3 separate regions of the Sus scrofa genome follow, and all the other regions are linked to region 1. Evidence: chromatin contacts called from public HiChIP or PLAC-seq and promoter capture Hi-C data. All regions are on one chromosome and are shown on one strand. Each heading gives the region's core, a stretch centred on a gene start, on an enhancer-like site or on the middle of the called end of the contact. The rest is flanking DNA. Distances are from core to core; before and after follow the strand shown. Region 1 has its middle 140 kb from the start of TOMM20. Region 2 has its middle 42 kb from the start of TOMM20. Region 3 has its middle 210 kb from the start of TOMM20.

The links. Promoter capture Hi-C pulls out the DNA fragments that hold promoters and counts their contacts. HiChIP or PLAC-seq counts read pairs in DNA pulled down with a chosen protein or histone mark.
Region 2: a contact with region 1 is called in an H3K27ac HiChIP or PLAC-seq map of skeletal muscle. The contact joins two enhancer-like sites. A contact is called at or near these places in 4 of 5 promoter capture datasets (fetal liver, fetal skeletal muscle and liver), 21 of 47 Hi-C or Micro-C datasets (alveolar macrophages, brain, embryonic fibroblasts and 9 more) and 2 of 2 datasets of contacts at active chromatin or transcription factors (alveolar macrophages and skeletal muscle).
Region 3: a promoter capture Hi-C map of liver shows a contact between it and region 1, with 9 times the contacts expected there. The contact joins two enhancer-like sites. A contact is called at or near these places in 2 of 5 promoter capture datasets (fetal liver and liver), 8 of 47 Hi-C or Micro-C datasets (alveolar macrophages, embryonic fibroblasts, fetal heart ventricle and 2 more) and 2 of 2 datasets of contacts at active chromatin or transcription factors (alveolar macrophages and skeletal muscle).

What each region holds. Positions count from the first base shown.
Region 1 is chr14:56,247,963-56,252,672 of Sscrofa11.1, reverse strand. No RefSeq gene overlaps it. Among named protein-coding and RNA genes, the nearest start is that of TOMM20, 140 kb to the right of the region's middle. Within about 2 kb of position 2,147, at least 69 of the 83 cell types and tissues checked have an H3K27ac peak or open chromatin away from gene starts, as enhancers often do. A contact at or near this core is called in alveolar macrophages, fetal liver, fetal skeletal muscle and 4 more, where this site is marked.
Region 2 is chr14:56,152,928-56,157,637 of Sscrofa11.1, reverse strand. No RefSeq gene overlaps it. Among named protein-coding and RNA genes, the nearest start is that of TOMM20, 42 kb to the right of the region's middle. Within about 2 kb of position 2,402, at least 54 of the 83 cell types and tissues checked have an H3K27ac peak or open chromatin away from gene starts, as enhancers often do. A contact at or near this core is called in alveolar macrophages, fetal liver, fetal skeletal muscle and 4 more, where this site is marked.
Region 3 is chr14:56,318,469-56,323,178 of Sscrofa11.1, reverse strand. No RefSeq gene overlaps it. Among named protein-coding and RNA genes, the nearest start is that of TOMM20, 210 kb to the right of the region's middle. Within about 2 kb of position 2,493, at least 25 of the 83 cell types and tissues checked have an H3K27ac peak or open chromatin away from gene starts, as enhancers often do. A contact at or near this core is called in fetal liver and liver, where this site is marked.

The DNA.
Region 1 (4,710 bases), core at 898-3,397:
TGAACCATGTGGCAATATCAAGATTTCTATCATGTATTCAAATGAAGGGGAACTAGGAGGTTCGGATGAGGGTCAGAGCCAGCATGATTCAGTTTAGCCAGCGCTCCATTTCGTTGCCGCTGAATCACCCTTTCTGGCTATAAGTCTGGTGACACCACCAAATGGTCTTGCTAATTCCCCTAAGACAGTAATACCAGCCGAGGCATCTGCAGAAAGGCTTGGCTGGATGGGCAGCTGGATGTTCTCAAGCTTCCATCATCCTCTTCCTGTGCTTTCCTTGCTTTTCCCATTTGCTAAGACATCTTCCCATCCAGAGGATCCTGGCCTAGCATCATTGTTTAACTGTGGGGTGATCCCTAGCAAGTCATTTAACCTTTCTTTACTGCAGTTTCTTTATCATTAAAATGTGATATTTGAGGACCATAGCTGAAATGGCCAAATATTATCCAATTAAGATGAAAAGCACCGTAGAAAGGCTACAGAGGCTAGGACTTAAATAGTCACATATGGTTTCATGAAAAGCACTCCAGTGCATCAGCTAACAGTAAAAACGTGCAGGAGTGAAATGATCTGGCTGGAAATGAACTGCAAATTGATAAACATTTAGTTGCTAATGCCGTGTTTATTATTTTTTACTAGGATAAAAATTAACTTGTGCGGCCTTGGCCAGAAAACAGATTGAACTCTACCATCTGGGTAGCGGAAATGGTATTTCTTTAGCCTCAAGTTACATACAGGTTACCTCTGCCAGCTCCGATTTTATTTGTAAATAGGCCCTGGCTGTCCAGACAACAGAACTGTGGGAGGCTTCTGGGAAGCACAATCAACCCAGCCAACGTACTAAAAAGGGTGACTCTCTGGAGGGAGCTTAGGAAACAGGGCCGCCCCCATCATCCTGGTGTTGTGCATTTCCCAAGAAAGAGGTTGCCACAGGGGCCGGGGAATTGCCTTCACCCTCAGAAGCCAGCGCGCGGTGCAAGGCGGTGGCCTGCGGGCAGAGCAGGCGGCACACGTGGGGCGCGGGCGCCCGGGGGCGGGGGGGGCGGTTCCGGGGGCGGGGCGGGCGGGGCCACGTGACCGCGCCCGCCGCGGGCCCCAGCTGCAGCTGCGGTCCCCTCCCGCGGGCACTTTTCCATCAGCCTGCAAGCAGCTGGATCAATTTACTCGGGCCCCAGCGCCCTGCTCCAGCGCGGGCTGAATTATTACTCATGGAAATCCCCTCTGTTTCAGGAAATCAGGTAGCTTTCAAACTGCCAGCAATTAATGGCCTTCTTGGTCCAGGGAGAATAGCAAAACAAAACAAAACAAAATAACAGACTGCAGGCTACAGGTTTCCAAACAGGCCGTTTGGTTTCTAGTAAATTAGAGGGAGTGGGCGGTCGAGGTACTAAGTAATGTTATCCTGTGGAGTGTGGTCTTCTTTGACGTCAGCAAGATGTTTCTCTCCCCCACTCTCCCCCTCCTTTCCTTCCTCTGTCTCCTTTGCCCGTCCACCCCCTCGCCTTTTTCCTCCCTCCGCCTTCCCTCTTTATGTCAAGGAGACAGATGACAGAGGGTAGCTCTGGAAAATCGCTCAGTGTTGTGCAACAGAGCTCCGAAAATTCCTACATTTTCAAAAATGAAGGCTATGGCGTGGGGTGGGGGGTGGAGACTCAGCCACCGTCTCAATTAGCCAGCCAAAACTCCATGTGACTCGGGAAAGGAGGGGAAAGGCTGCTGGAAAGGCAGCGGTCACCACCGCCGGCTGTACATTCCTCTTTTCATCTCGCCCGATTAGCAGTTCTGTCTGAGGGAACATTCTTCCTGTGGCAAAGAACACATTCTTGCCTCCAGTCCGCCTGAAATAGAATCCTGGAGAGCAGGCTGCGGCGCCCTGTTCCTGCATCCGGGGGCCCTGCCCGGGCTGCTGTGCCATGATTCCCCCCCACCCCCAGACCTCTGCCCACCCAGTTGTTTCTCCTCTCCTCACCGAAGGCAGCAACAGCTGCCCCGATGTTGACACAGAACTCTCTTGAAAAAGCATCCCAAGGCTAGGTAAGCAGCTGTAGCCTGATCCTGCTATCTTTCTATTGCCCCTTTAAATTGCTTTCGTGGGCCCCATTGTTTCAACAGGGGCTGCGGTGGACACTCCATGCCGGGTGCTCCCGCAGTCACGTGGTGAGTGTTGGTTAGAGCAGGCGGTTCCCTACGTGGCTCTTAATTGTCATGTAGCCTCAGCGAGACTGCTTGGTTTCTAGAGTAACCCGACTCGCCTTCTTTGTCCAGGCAGCTCTTTAAAAGCAGAAATCTGTCCCAGATTTCACATCAGGAAGCAGGCAGGATGGGGTAGGGAGCAGACCCGGGGTGCGCGGGGAAGGTGGGGCCGCTGGTTTTCTACCTCTGGCACGTGGTGGCTCCTCCTTCATACCTTCTCAGATCTGCACAGCCAGGGCCTCAGAGGACCTCAGAACAGGGAGTGCTTTCTAAACAGAGCCTCCGAACTGCTCTCTGCAGGCATTGAGTTCCTATGAAGAATGTATTGGTGTTGAAAAAATACATGCACACAAAAAAAGCGGAGGTCATCTGAATCTATTCAGAAATTAAGACGTGGAAACTGAAAGACTAAAGAAACCTTCCTGTGTGTAATGGGGGGGGGGGTGCATGGGAGTGTCATAAGCAGGTGACAGCACTTTGGTAAGGGCACAGGCCCAGCACACAGATCTCTTTAGTGTAAGTTTTGAGAGGAGGGGTGAATGAGCAAGGGAATGAGTAAGAGGCATGAATTTGTTTGGAACACAAAGCAAAAAAGAGCCCAGACTTCCTGGGAGGTGAGGAGGATAGGGTGGGGCAGGTCTGCCAGAAAGAACCATTTGGTTTGAAGGAGAATGGACTTCTAAAGTGTAAACTAGGAGCCCGACATAATGACAGGTGACACTAACGACATTAGTTGATGGATTAAACAGATCCGTGAAGCGGATATGGCAAGTGCATAAAGCAGCACTGCCTAGTCCTCGCGGCACCCTCCCTAGGTGGGAACCATCTGGAGAGTCTGTCAGCTCCTTGGGGCATAAGGAAGAGACTCCTGGACCCCCGGGTTTCAGGCAGACTTGAAGCAGATACAGCCCACACAGATCTTCAAGGGCGGTCCATCCACGTGGGCTCTTTGGCGGCCCTGCCAGTCTGGTCTCACCTCCACTGTAGTTTCTGCCACTGCCGAGAGAGAGGGCACCTGCTCTCCTGCTGACTTGACCGTGGAGACCCTCAAGGGAGGACTGAGATCTGATCTCCAGGCAGCAAAGTCCTGCCTGCCTCTGATGGCTCGGCTGCTGCTTCTTGCCAGCAGAAGCATAGCTTCCAAGGAAGTCTCTGAGACACGATGGCACTCCCCCTGGGAACACTTCTGGCCCTAACCTTGCTGGGTGACCTCTGGGCTCTCAGGGAAGCATCCTCCCGCCTCCTGGGATATTAAGGGATCCAGGTAGGCAGAAGTGATGCCCAGGGGCCTCTCTCCCCAGGTCTCTCTCAGCTTTGAGAGAGGAGCAAGGAACAGAGGTTTCTCCCAATCGGCGTGATTATCCTAGACATTCTAGTTGATGACGCACAAGCAAGTTCTCCATTCAGCGACGTCACAAGGGTCCTTTTCTCCACTTCACATTTCCACTCTGGGAACCACACCTTCACTTTGGGCCACTTCAGGGGAAGTTTCCCTCCTTCACGATCTCCACATGGGCCTACAGGTTGCTTCTTTTTTCTTCCAGACAGGCCTTAGAGTCCTGGAGTCACAGGCACTTGATAATGCCGTCCTGCGAGGGCAAATTTGAAATCTCGGGGACAGTATTCTGAGGGAGGTGAGTTGGAGCTGCTGGGAGGGCCCTTGGAGGAGGAACTTTTGGTCACCAAGACAGAGCAAAGTGACTGTCCACTTGAGTGTCCTTCTCACTCCTCAGGCACCCTAGCCCCCACTCCCCACCCCAACAGATTGGATTCCTGCCACCCACCCATTGACATTCCATTAAAAAATTTGGACTATCAACAGGTTCCGGAACATTGCTCCCTAACTTGGCAGATGTGTAATCTACCTGAACAAAAGGACAGAACACTTAGCCACTGCCAGGTGGTTAAGCAAGGGCTTGGCGAAGCTCTTTGGCTAATAGCACACAGACCAGTCTGTGCTTGTGTAATGGGGCAAAGGTGAAGTAGATGCCCCAGTGTCCTCCTGACACAGCAAGTTGCCAGCCTCCACTGAACACACACACACACAAAACCCCCAGTGTGCCTGAAAGATGGCACAGGGTGTGCTTCCCACAGCCAGAGCCACTGGTTCCACTTCCAGCTAGCTGCCTTCCTGGGCCTTGGGCTCCTCTTCTATAAAATGAGGGGCTAATTCCATGTATATAAAACTTTAGACTTAGAGTAAACCCTTAGTAACCTGAATCCAGAACAATCCAAAATTGTCAGTAGCAAGTGTTTGCCGTGGCTTGGTGCTAAAGACAGAAGAGCTACAGATGACTGCGCAGGTTTTGAGCCATAAAATGTATGTTAAACACAGTATCTCCTCTCAATTCACACTAGCCTTGCCAAGTAGGTATTGTCATCCTCATTTTACAAATAAGGAATCTGAGGCTCAGAGAAGTGAAGTAACGTGTGCAGAGTCACACAGCCAGTTAGTGGCAAAGAGATGACTTACGTCAAGGTAATGCACGCTTCAGTGCATGCCAGCCCTAAGGCGTG
Region 2 (4,710 bases), core at 1,153-3,652, 95 kb after region 1:
AGGAGGAAAGAAGGCGCAAGAGATGCGCAGCCACCCCAGCATCCCGGCTCCGCCCTTGCTCCAAGGTTCTGTGCCACCCGGGCAGGGCGTGGGCCCCTGGGGAGCAGATGGGGGCCGGCACTCTTGTTCGCTTGTGATAGATGGACACAAGGAGAACTGTGCTTTATCCCGAAGGCAGCCTGGCATCAGACCCGGCGGTCCAACCCATAACGTCCCTGCTGGGCTCCAGGCTTAAATCAGTGATCTGGTTTTTCAGAGCAATGGTCCCGATCCTGGTGTCCTCACGAGGGGTTTAGGGGCCTCAGGCTCAAGGTTTAGTGGCCAGGCTGCTGAGAAAGCCCCCCCCCCACCGCACACACACACACACGTCCTGGCTTCCCCTGCTCTGAGACCACAAGGTGGCTTCTGTGACAGAGGGACTGAGGAAAAGCAAGAGGGGCAGAAGGAGACACAAAAGATGGGGACCGTGTGAAGCTGGAGCCCTTCCCGCTGCCTCACCTCACTGAAGGCTCATCTGGGGTTTTGTCTTTTATTCCACTTTTACGCACAAGTCTCTGTAAGCGCTATTGCCTCCCTGGCCTTGCCTTCACTGCCAGCACTGCTGGGGAAGCTCAGGGTCCTGCCCTCGAAGGCTCCCAGCCCGGCACAGTCCAGCTGCCTATGGCACAGAGGTACCCACCCCAGACTCTGCAGCTCCTCCAAGGAGATGTGAGGGCACTGGGCAGTCCTGGCCTCAGCCAACCAGGCCCTTCTCTTTGCCTCCTTATTTCTTCTTTCTTTTTTTTTTCTCTTTAGAACTGCACCCATGGCATATGGAGGTTCCCAGGCTAGGGGTCGAATCGGAGCTGTAGCCACCAGCCTACACCACAGCCACAGCAACATGGGATCTGAGCCACGTCTGCAACCTACACCGCAGTTCAGGGCAATGCCGGATCCTTAACCCACTGAGCGAGGCCAGGGATCAAACCCACATTCTCATGGATCCTAGTCGGGTTCATTACCACTGAGCCACAACAGGAACTCCCTGCCTCCTGATTTCTGGTTCTGCTGGGTGGACGTGTATGAGAAAAGTGACTCCAGTCCCTTCTAAGAGAAAGAAAAGCGGTGCACTGGTGTGGGGGCATTGTGTCCCTGAGTCACACAGAGCCAACGCTGAAAAGCCTCATTTCCTCTGATAGGTGGCCCTTGGGAGCGGTGACAGAACTTGGGCCCGAGGGGGCCAGGACTGCCTTATGGGCACGACTGTTAACACACAGCACAGAAGACCTGAGAAGCGGAGACAGGCTGCCTCCCACCAGCCCTGCTCTCCAAAAAGCCACTTGGCTCCAACGTCTCATGACTTGTTCTTAGAGTTACATTTTAACTGACAAAGTTTAACAACAACTGTGACTTATGGCCTTCTAAAATTGGCAGCAGAAAAATGAACTGAGGAAGTAATGGAAAAAAACCACAAGTGAAGCCACTCTGTATTATGCACAATTTCTGTTATGGTTTTTTTTCCTTTCCAGGCGTGTGTGTGTGTGTGTGTGTGTGTGTGTGTGTGTGTGTGTGTTTTCGAATGGTAGAAAATATTTTCCAGATACGCCGCCCTGGCGTTCCCAAGCACATATTTATGCCAAATTTATAAGAAGCAGCTGCAGACAAGGTTGACTGAGAGGATTGCTCTGCTGTCTGGCTTCCAGAAGGTGCTTCTGCTCCTCATTCTGTCACCAGGGCACAGACTTACCTCCTAAAACTCTCTAACCTTCTGCATCGTTCCCCCAGCAGGAAGACAAACCCACGGCACAGCATGACCTGGAGGGATGTGGGGCCTCGCCCTTCTCAGCATCCACATCACACTTTTGATCTGCAAGGTGCTTTAGTGACCAGTACTTTATCATTTTTATTCATTGGAACTCCTCCTGCAGACGCAGGAAGTGTTCCAAGGCGCCTTTCTCGAATCCCTGGATGGCTTGGAAGGTAGGGTTGTTGGAGTCCCATCAACATCATCGGGTTCTGAACTGCTTGGAGCAGATGGTGGAGCCGCAGTGGGTGAGCCTGTGTCAAAGTGCCTGCATCTCCGAGACTCTCCAACCTCCTCCCCTCGCCCCTCCATGGCTCTGCCTGCTGCTGCCTGGTCAGGAGCTCCAGCCTCCTGACCGAGCAGAGACGTCGCCCAGGGACGCTGCCCCCCTGCACCCAACGCCAAGCTCTCCCTGGCCTGGGGCGGGGCCTCACGCCTCCCCCCACCCCACCACGGCCTTAATGAGGATGAGAATAACCTGCTCCGTGGCTTTCCTGGGGGTGACTAATGGGTTAATCCGGGGAAGGCCCTTTGAAGATGAAAAGCCTGATGTAACTCAAGGGTTGAAGGCAGGCACCTGCCCCAGCCTGGGCCTGAGTCAGCAGAGTGACCTCCTGCCTGCAGGCGGGCTGGGCGAGCTGGCCCAGTCCCCATTCAAAGTCAGGGTTGGCCAACCCCGTGCGTGTGTGGTGTGTGTGTGTGTGTGTGTGTGTGTGTGTGTGTGTTGTGTGGGCCTCTGGGAGGTTGGGAACTGTGTCTCCTGGGCGTTTGAGTGGTTGAATAAACCTTCAAATGGCTCTGCCAAGAGGGCAGCACACATCCTCATCCTAGAGAATATCAGTTAAGACAGTATTTCCTGGCCATTGTTAGGGGAAAATGCTTTCCTTTTTATTTTCTTTTTCTTTTTTTCTTTTTTCGGACCGCACCTGCAGCACATGGAAGTTTCTGGGCTAGGGGTTGAATCAGAGCTTTGGCGGCCGGCCTATGCCACAGCTACAACAACTCAGGATTGGAGCCACATCTGTGACCTACACCACAGCTCACAGCAATGCCAGATCTTTAACCCACTGATGGAGGCCAAGGATTGAACCTGCATCCTCATGGATACTAACCGGTTCTTAACCCACTGAGCCACAATGGGAGCTCCCAGGAAAATGCTTTTCTCACAGGGCATTCCTCCCAAGAGGTGCCGTTTTTCTCCTGCCTTTGGAAGAAGGAGCTGCGGCAGTGGTGGGCAGCCTGGGGAATCTGAGGTCGGGGTGTAAGGGAGGCGGGCGGCTGTGCTTTCAGCTCTCCAGCTCCTGATGTTCTAGTCTGCCCTGCATTCACATCTCCCAAGCAGAGAAAGAGGCAGCCAGAGCTGAAAACCAGAGGCCAAAAGCAGCGGATGAAGCGAGTGTCGTCCAGGACCACGCCCCCTCCCACCCTTGACCCGGTACAGGGGGATTTGACGCAGCGGCAGCTGGGAAGCCAAGAACAGAAAGCCTTTAAGCCACGCAAACTGATGCCAAGATTCCGCCACCCGGGAGCCCGTTTCCTGCGCTCTGCACATTCCTCCCTTCCCCCCCCCCGCCCCCACCTCCAGTGACCCCTCTCCACGCAGCCTCCTTGCACGCAGCACTGGTTTCTTCTTTCTTCTGGAACACAAGTCATGCGGCCAGAAGGAATGCAGGCACTTCTGCTTTCTCTCTTAGGTCCCCATTTCCTTAGAAGTTTTTCACTGCCCTTTCTCCTCCCATAATTTGCCCCGAACCCTAGAGGCCCCCACAACACACAGAATGATAAAGATACGAAAATAGGATGCAAGGATTGGCAGCATGAAGGCAGGAAAGAGGGCAGAGGGGGCCACTAATCTTTTTGCACGCAGCCAGGAATGGACGGGGTGGGGGGCATAGCCCCTGGAACAGGCTATGAAAGGATTCCGTTCTGTTCTGTTTGGAAGGAGATGGGTGGAAATGACAGTTTGGAGAGGATTAGAACGGGGAAAACGGTTTCAGGGGAAGCAGCCTCTTTTCTCCAGTTCTAACAGTGCCATCTAGTGGCCATGCGAGCAGGTGCAAGGCAGAGTCTCTGGACAGCCCCAGCTGACCCCGCGAGGGGAGGCATCCTGGCTTTGCAAAGGGCGCCCTGTTGATTGACAGCGGCCGGCCTCTCCCGGCAGCCAAATACGTCTCCCTGGAAGGGTCTACAAAAAACTGGGGAAGATAGTGCCTCAAGTAAACCCATAATAATGCCAACGGAGGAGTTTACACTGTTGCACAACTGAATTGGCGGCGTCTTGGGGGCGTTGGGACGCAGGTTCCATCCCCGGCCCGGCACAGTGGGTTAGAGATCTGACAGTGTCTCAGCTGCGGCTTAGGTCGAAACTGTGGCTCAGATGTGATCCCTGGCCCGGAACTCCATATGCCACAGGAGGGCCAAAAGGAAAAAAAAAAGAAAAAGAAATGTATTTTGGAGTTCCCATTGTGGCTCGACAGATTAAGAACGCAACACACAGTGTCCATGAGGATGCGAGTTCAATCCCTAGGCTCGCTCAGTGGGTTAAGGATCCACGTTGTGGTGAGCTGTGATGTAGGTGGCAGATGTGGCTTGGACGCCATGTTGCTGTGGCTGTGGCATAGGTTGGTGGCTACAGCTCCTGTTCAACCCCTAGCCTGGGACCTTTCACGTGCTGCAGGTGTGGCCCTAAAAAGAAAAAGAAAAGAAATCATTTCACCTTGGAACTCCACAAGTGGTTCTTTTTTTTTTTTTTTTTTTTTTTTTGCTTTTTGCTTTTTTAGGGATACACATGTGGTATATAGAAGTTCCCAGGCTAGGGTTCAAATCAGAGCTGCAAAAATCCCTTCAGTACGAACTTACAGCTCGTAGAATTTGAAGAAATCATAATTTTAAGTGGGTATTTCCTAAATTAAACCTTACATTAGAGA
Region 3 (4,710 bases), core at 1,244-3,743, 70 kb before region 1:
ATTCAACGGTGAACTCCTTGCCAGCAAAGGGGGTCTTGACCACCACTGGATCCCCAGAACCTAGGCAGGCAGAACCTGGCCCATAGTGATTCTCAAAAAGATCTGGTTGAACAAATGAATCATAAAGCTAAAGTCCATACTCCAAGCCATATTTTCTCATTTGCTTGCAAGATGACATAGAGATTACACCTCTGGAAATAAACAAGTCAGAGGTTGTGAGATCAGAAAGTTGGGTCAGAAAGCAGAGCAAGGGGCAGGAGGTGCCACCACCCTGACACACCAGGCCCCTGGCTCCAACTAACCCCACTAAATGACACAGCAACACAGGGAGAGAGGGCAACCTTTCTGCCCCTGGTCAGGCTGTAAAAAGTGGTGGCAAGAAAGCATGTCCTAGTTTGCCTCCTCAGATGATGCCAGCCTGTGGAATTTAACCACGAGAATATTGATAAATCCCAGAACAAAGTTAGAGGCCAAAGTCAATATGTGGCAGCAGCCAGAATTATAGTCATCCTGGGTCCCAAAGGTCATCTGGTCAACCCTCTGCTCTGCCTACAAATACCTGTGGATCCAACCCATCACTCCCAGTCATGGGGGCGGGGGAGGTTTCAAAATCTCAAGACTCCAAGTTTTAAGTGGTAAAGAAAAAAAAAAATTCAGTCCCTGATTCCTCCAATACAGTGATGTTTTTGAGAGTCAATAGGCCACTTAAAATACACACTGTGCTACGATGGGACCCACCACAAGGAACACCAAGATGAGAAGACATGTCATACCTGCCCTCAGAAAGCTCATGATGGAAACGGGGCAAAGAGCCTGGTTCAGCTGTGGGCACAGGTGGGGTCACCCATACTAAGAGCTGTAAGGGGAGCGTGAGTGGACGAGAGGAGGCAGAAGCCATGCCCAGGAAGCTCTGCTGAACAACTGGCTCCATTCCTTCAAAAACTCCACCAACTCAAAGAGTAGACTTGACTCAAAAGAATCTACACTTAGAAAAAGTTGGGACAATTGGAGAAATTTCCATCTGAATTGGGTGTTGAGTGAGAGCAAGGAGTTATTGGTAATTCTTAGGTCTATAACGGTGATATCATTACATCTGAAAGGCCCATCTTTTTTAGAGGTGTCCAATCCAGCATGTAGAGGGAAATGACACGAGGCTTTTAAAAAAATCAGAGTGAGGGGAGTTCTGGTCATGGTTCAGTGGAAATGAATCTGACCAGCTTCTATGAGGACACAGGTTCAATCCCTGGCCTCGCTCGGTGGGTTAAGGATCCGGCATTGCCATGAGCTGTGGTGTAGGTCATAGATGCGGCTCGGATCTGGTGTTGCTCAGGCTGTGGTGTAGGCCCCTAGCCTGGGAACCTCCATATGCCACGTGTGAAGCCCTAAAAAGACAAAAAAATAAAATAAAATAAAATATTAAAAAATCAGAGAGAGAAAGGTAATCGCACTCTGCTCTGGGGAGTTTTGAAATGTTCATCATTTAGAAAGGTTAAAAATGAAAATAAGGGAGCATGTGGCAAGAGAGGCACTTTCAGCTGAGCCGAGACTGGCGAGCAGGATGTCACAGATAGAAATGGACAGGAGTGTCATTTCTGGGACGGGGGGGGGGGGGGGGGCGGGTGGCACCCAGCAGCGATCCTGAAGGAAGAGGGTCTGGGGGGATCTCAGGAACCGGATTCAGATTAGAGCTCCAAACATCAGCCTGGTGTGGGTGAAGAGACCCACCTATGTTGGCCTCTTCCTCAAGCTAGGCCAAGAAATAAAGGGCAAAAGACTCCACAAATACTTGGCCCTGAATGCAGACCAAGGGGGAGGGCCCACACTGAGTGTGCTGACCCTTGCCTCAAGGACAGTCCCCTGCACCTGTCACTGCTTGTACAATTGCTTGTCCTGGTGGACCCAGGCTCTATCACATGAGATACAGTTGTTTCCCTTTGGGGGACCCCTTGGTCTTCTTGGAAATATAGCTCCCATTGCTCCCCCTCCTCTGGATTTTCCAGCATCTCCAGAGAAAGCAGATCAGAGGTGATCACACAAGAGGGAGACTTGAGGTCATCCGCTCAGTGGCACATCCACCTGCCTTGTCCCCACCACTCCTCCCACCCCAGAGCTGGATCCCACCCTGCCTGACTCTGTCTCTGGAGGGAAGTGTGGCTAAATCTGGCTCTGCTGTCCTATCCATGCAACCCCGCCCCAGCCAGGGGGCCTCTGCTGGGGTGGTGTGGGCTCTCAGGATTGGGGCCAACCTGGTTTTTCTGAGATCGCTGAACAAGGAAGCCTGGCCATCTCCCCAGAGTAGCCTGAGTTTTCACCTCTGGGGGTAATGGCACTTGACAGCCTGAGAGTCTTTCAGAAACTGCCAGGGTTCACGTGGGCAAGGCGGGAGGTTCCTCACTTCCAAGCTTATCTTTGCTCTGCAGCCCTGGTATGTAACTGCTGAGGGTTGCAAAATGAAAGAGAAAATATTTACAGTGAGAGTTGACCTAAAAAGAATCCTAGACGGGGTGGTGGTGGGGTGGTCAGGGTACCTTCAGCTTGGCCTGACCTCTTCCAGACAGAGGGCTTCAGGGGAAGGCCCAGCCACATGGTACAAAGAGCACGGCTGTCAGGCTGTGCCTGAGTTCAAATCCTGCCTCCCCACTTGCTAGTCTGGGCGACAGAGCTCACCACAGCTAACGTTCCCCATCTCAGAGGTCTTTGCAGATTAACGGAGATGTGAGTAAGTCAGACACTGGGCATGAAGGAGGCACAGTTGGCCTCCGCCTCCTCCAGATGCCCCCTTTCCTCGCCTTTCAGATAAGGGAGTTGGAGGCTGTAGTCTTTAAGACCCCTGTCTGCTCTGATCGACTACTCTTCCCGGGACCGGCTGGGTTTGCAGGTCCGTCTTCTCAAGGGGCTCTGTAATTTGATGCATCCTTCATCTAGCTGCCACCACTCACTGGGCTCTTCCTGGTGACAGGCCCACGAGGACATCAAGAGGCCTGGCCCGTGGAGGCCACATCCAGAAGCTTCCACCTGCCTTCTTCCCACAGGAGGGGCTCCTCTGCTCCACACATAGCAGGGAGCTGTGTGCTGATTTTCTGCACTCTCTTAAAGTTTATCAGCCCAAGGCAAATGCATCATAAGACACTCAGACCTTGGCCACCATGGGGTGGGCAGCGTCAGGGAGAGACTGGGAAATGATTTCATTACTGACAGGCCAATAGCTCTGCGTCCACCTGCTCCTTAAGTCCCATCCCACATCCCGCCCCGGGCTAAGCCACCCAGCCACCCAGCCACCTTTGCACGGTGGGGTGGGCTTTTCCCATCAAATTGTGGATCTTGTGAAAATGTTTTTGAAAGTAGGAACTCCTGGGCAAAAGTGAGGTATTATGATGGGGTCTCCAAACCAGATGTTCAGGAAGGGCCACCCTCATGGGGTGAGTCACCTTCTGTTGTTCTTTTCGCAGGACACCCCCGCTGGCCAGCCTGTCCTCAGGCAGAAACATGGCGGCTCTTCCTCTAACCCTTGGGGAGTTAGTGGCGGGCCGCCTTTCCATGGGAAAGCCCACGGGGTCAGGACCTCTAGGTGGGTGACCACGTGTCCCTTTATCCAGAGGGTTTCTCTTTGTTCCTGGTACTCAGAGTCATTATTAGTAGCACCTCCTTTCTTTGCGTGCAAGAAATACGTGGTCACCGTACCTCCAGGCCAAGTGATGCTTCCACGGACCTGCCATCCAGCCCCCTGGATTTCCTCGGCGCTGAGGTCATTTCCAGGTGGTCCAGCCCCTTGAGACATCCCATAGTGCAGACATCATCCCCCTTCCCTGCCGCACCAGGGGACATGGCTTTCAGGATAACGGAAGGAAGAGCAGAGGGCTCTGGGCCCAGGTGGGCTCAGCAGCCTCCCCAGGACGGAGACACGACCCTGTTTTGTGGCCCTTGTGGAATCCTCTCCTCCCCCTCCTCAGTCCCTCCCTGTCCAGCTCCATCCACCCACCCCCCACCCCCCAGAGCGGTCCTGGCTGCGGCTCCCCAGGCCTCAAAGCAGCTTGGGTGGGAGGAGGGGCACAGGAGGGCCAAGGTCACTCTGCGCCCAGCAGGTGGAGACTCCTCCTTCTCGGCTGTTATCACACCACGACAGGAGAATCTTGAAAGATGGCTTGGGACGCCCCAGGTAGTTGAATTGCTGGGGTTCTGACTTTTCTTTTCCCTCCTCAGCCAGGAATTCTGTGGCTTTTCTTATGGGGTTGGAAAGGGAACACTTGCCTTCCAGAGCACTTCACGTTGACAGCGGTTTATAATTATGTGACTTCTACCCATAGGTGCCCAAGAGATGGAAACGAGCACTGGTCCCAACTTACAGATGGTGAGACTAAGTTCAGAGAGGGCAAGAAATGCTGCTCTTTCACTTGGCCTAATCGATCATACTTCCTGCTAGAAGGACACACAGAAGACATACTCACAGACACACACACAGACAGACACACTCACACACATGCTCACACATGCAGACACACACTCACAGTCACACATGGACACACACACTCACGCACATACATGCACACACACAGACACACATGCTACACACACGCAGACACACACGCTCACACAAATTGGCCCATTCCCCAGGGGAAGTCGTCTGGTTTCCCTGCTCTGGTTTCACTCTCAATACTTTCCTACATCCTGGCTATAAATACACCAAGGTCAAACACGTCTCTTAGTTTCACT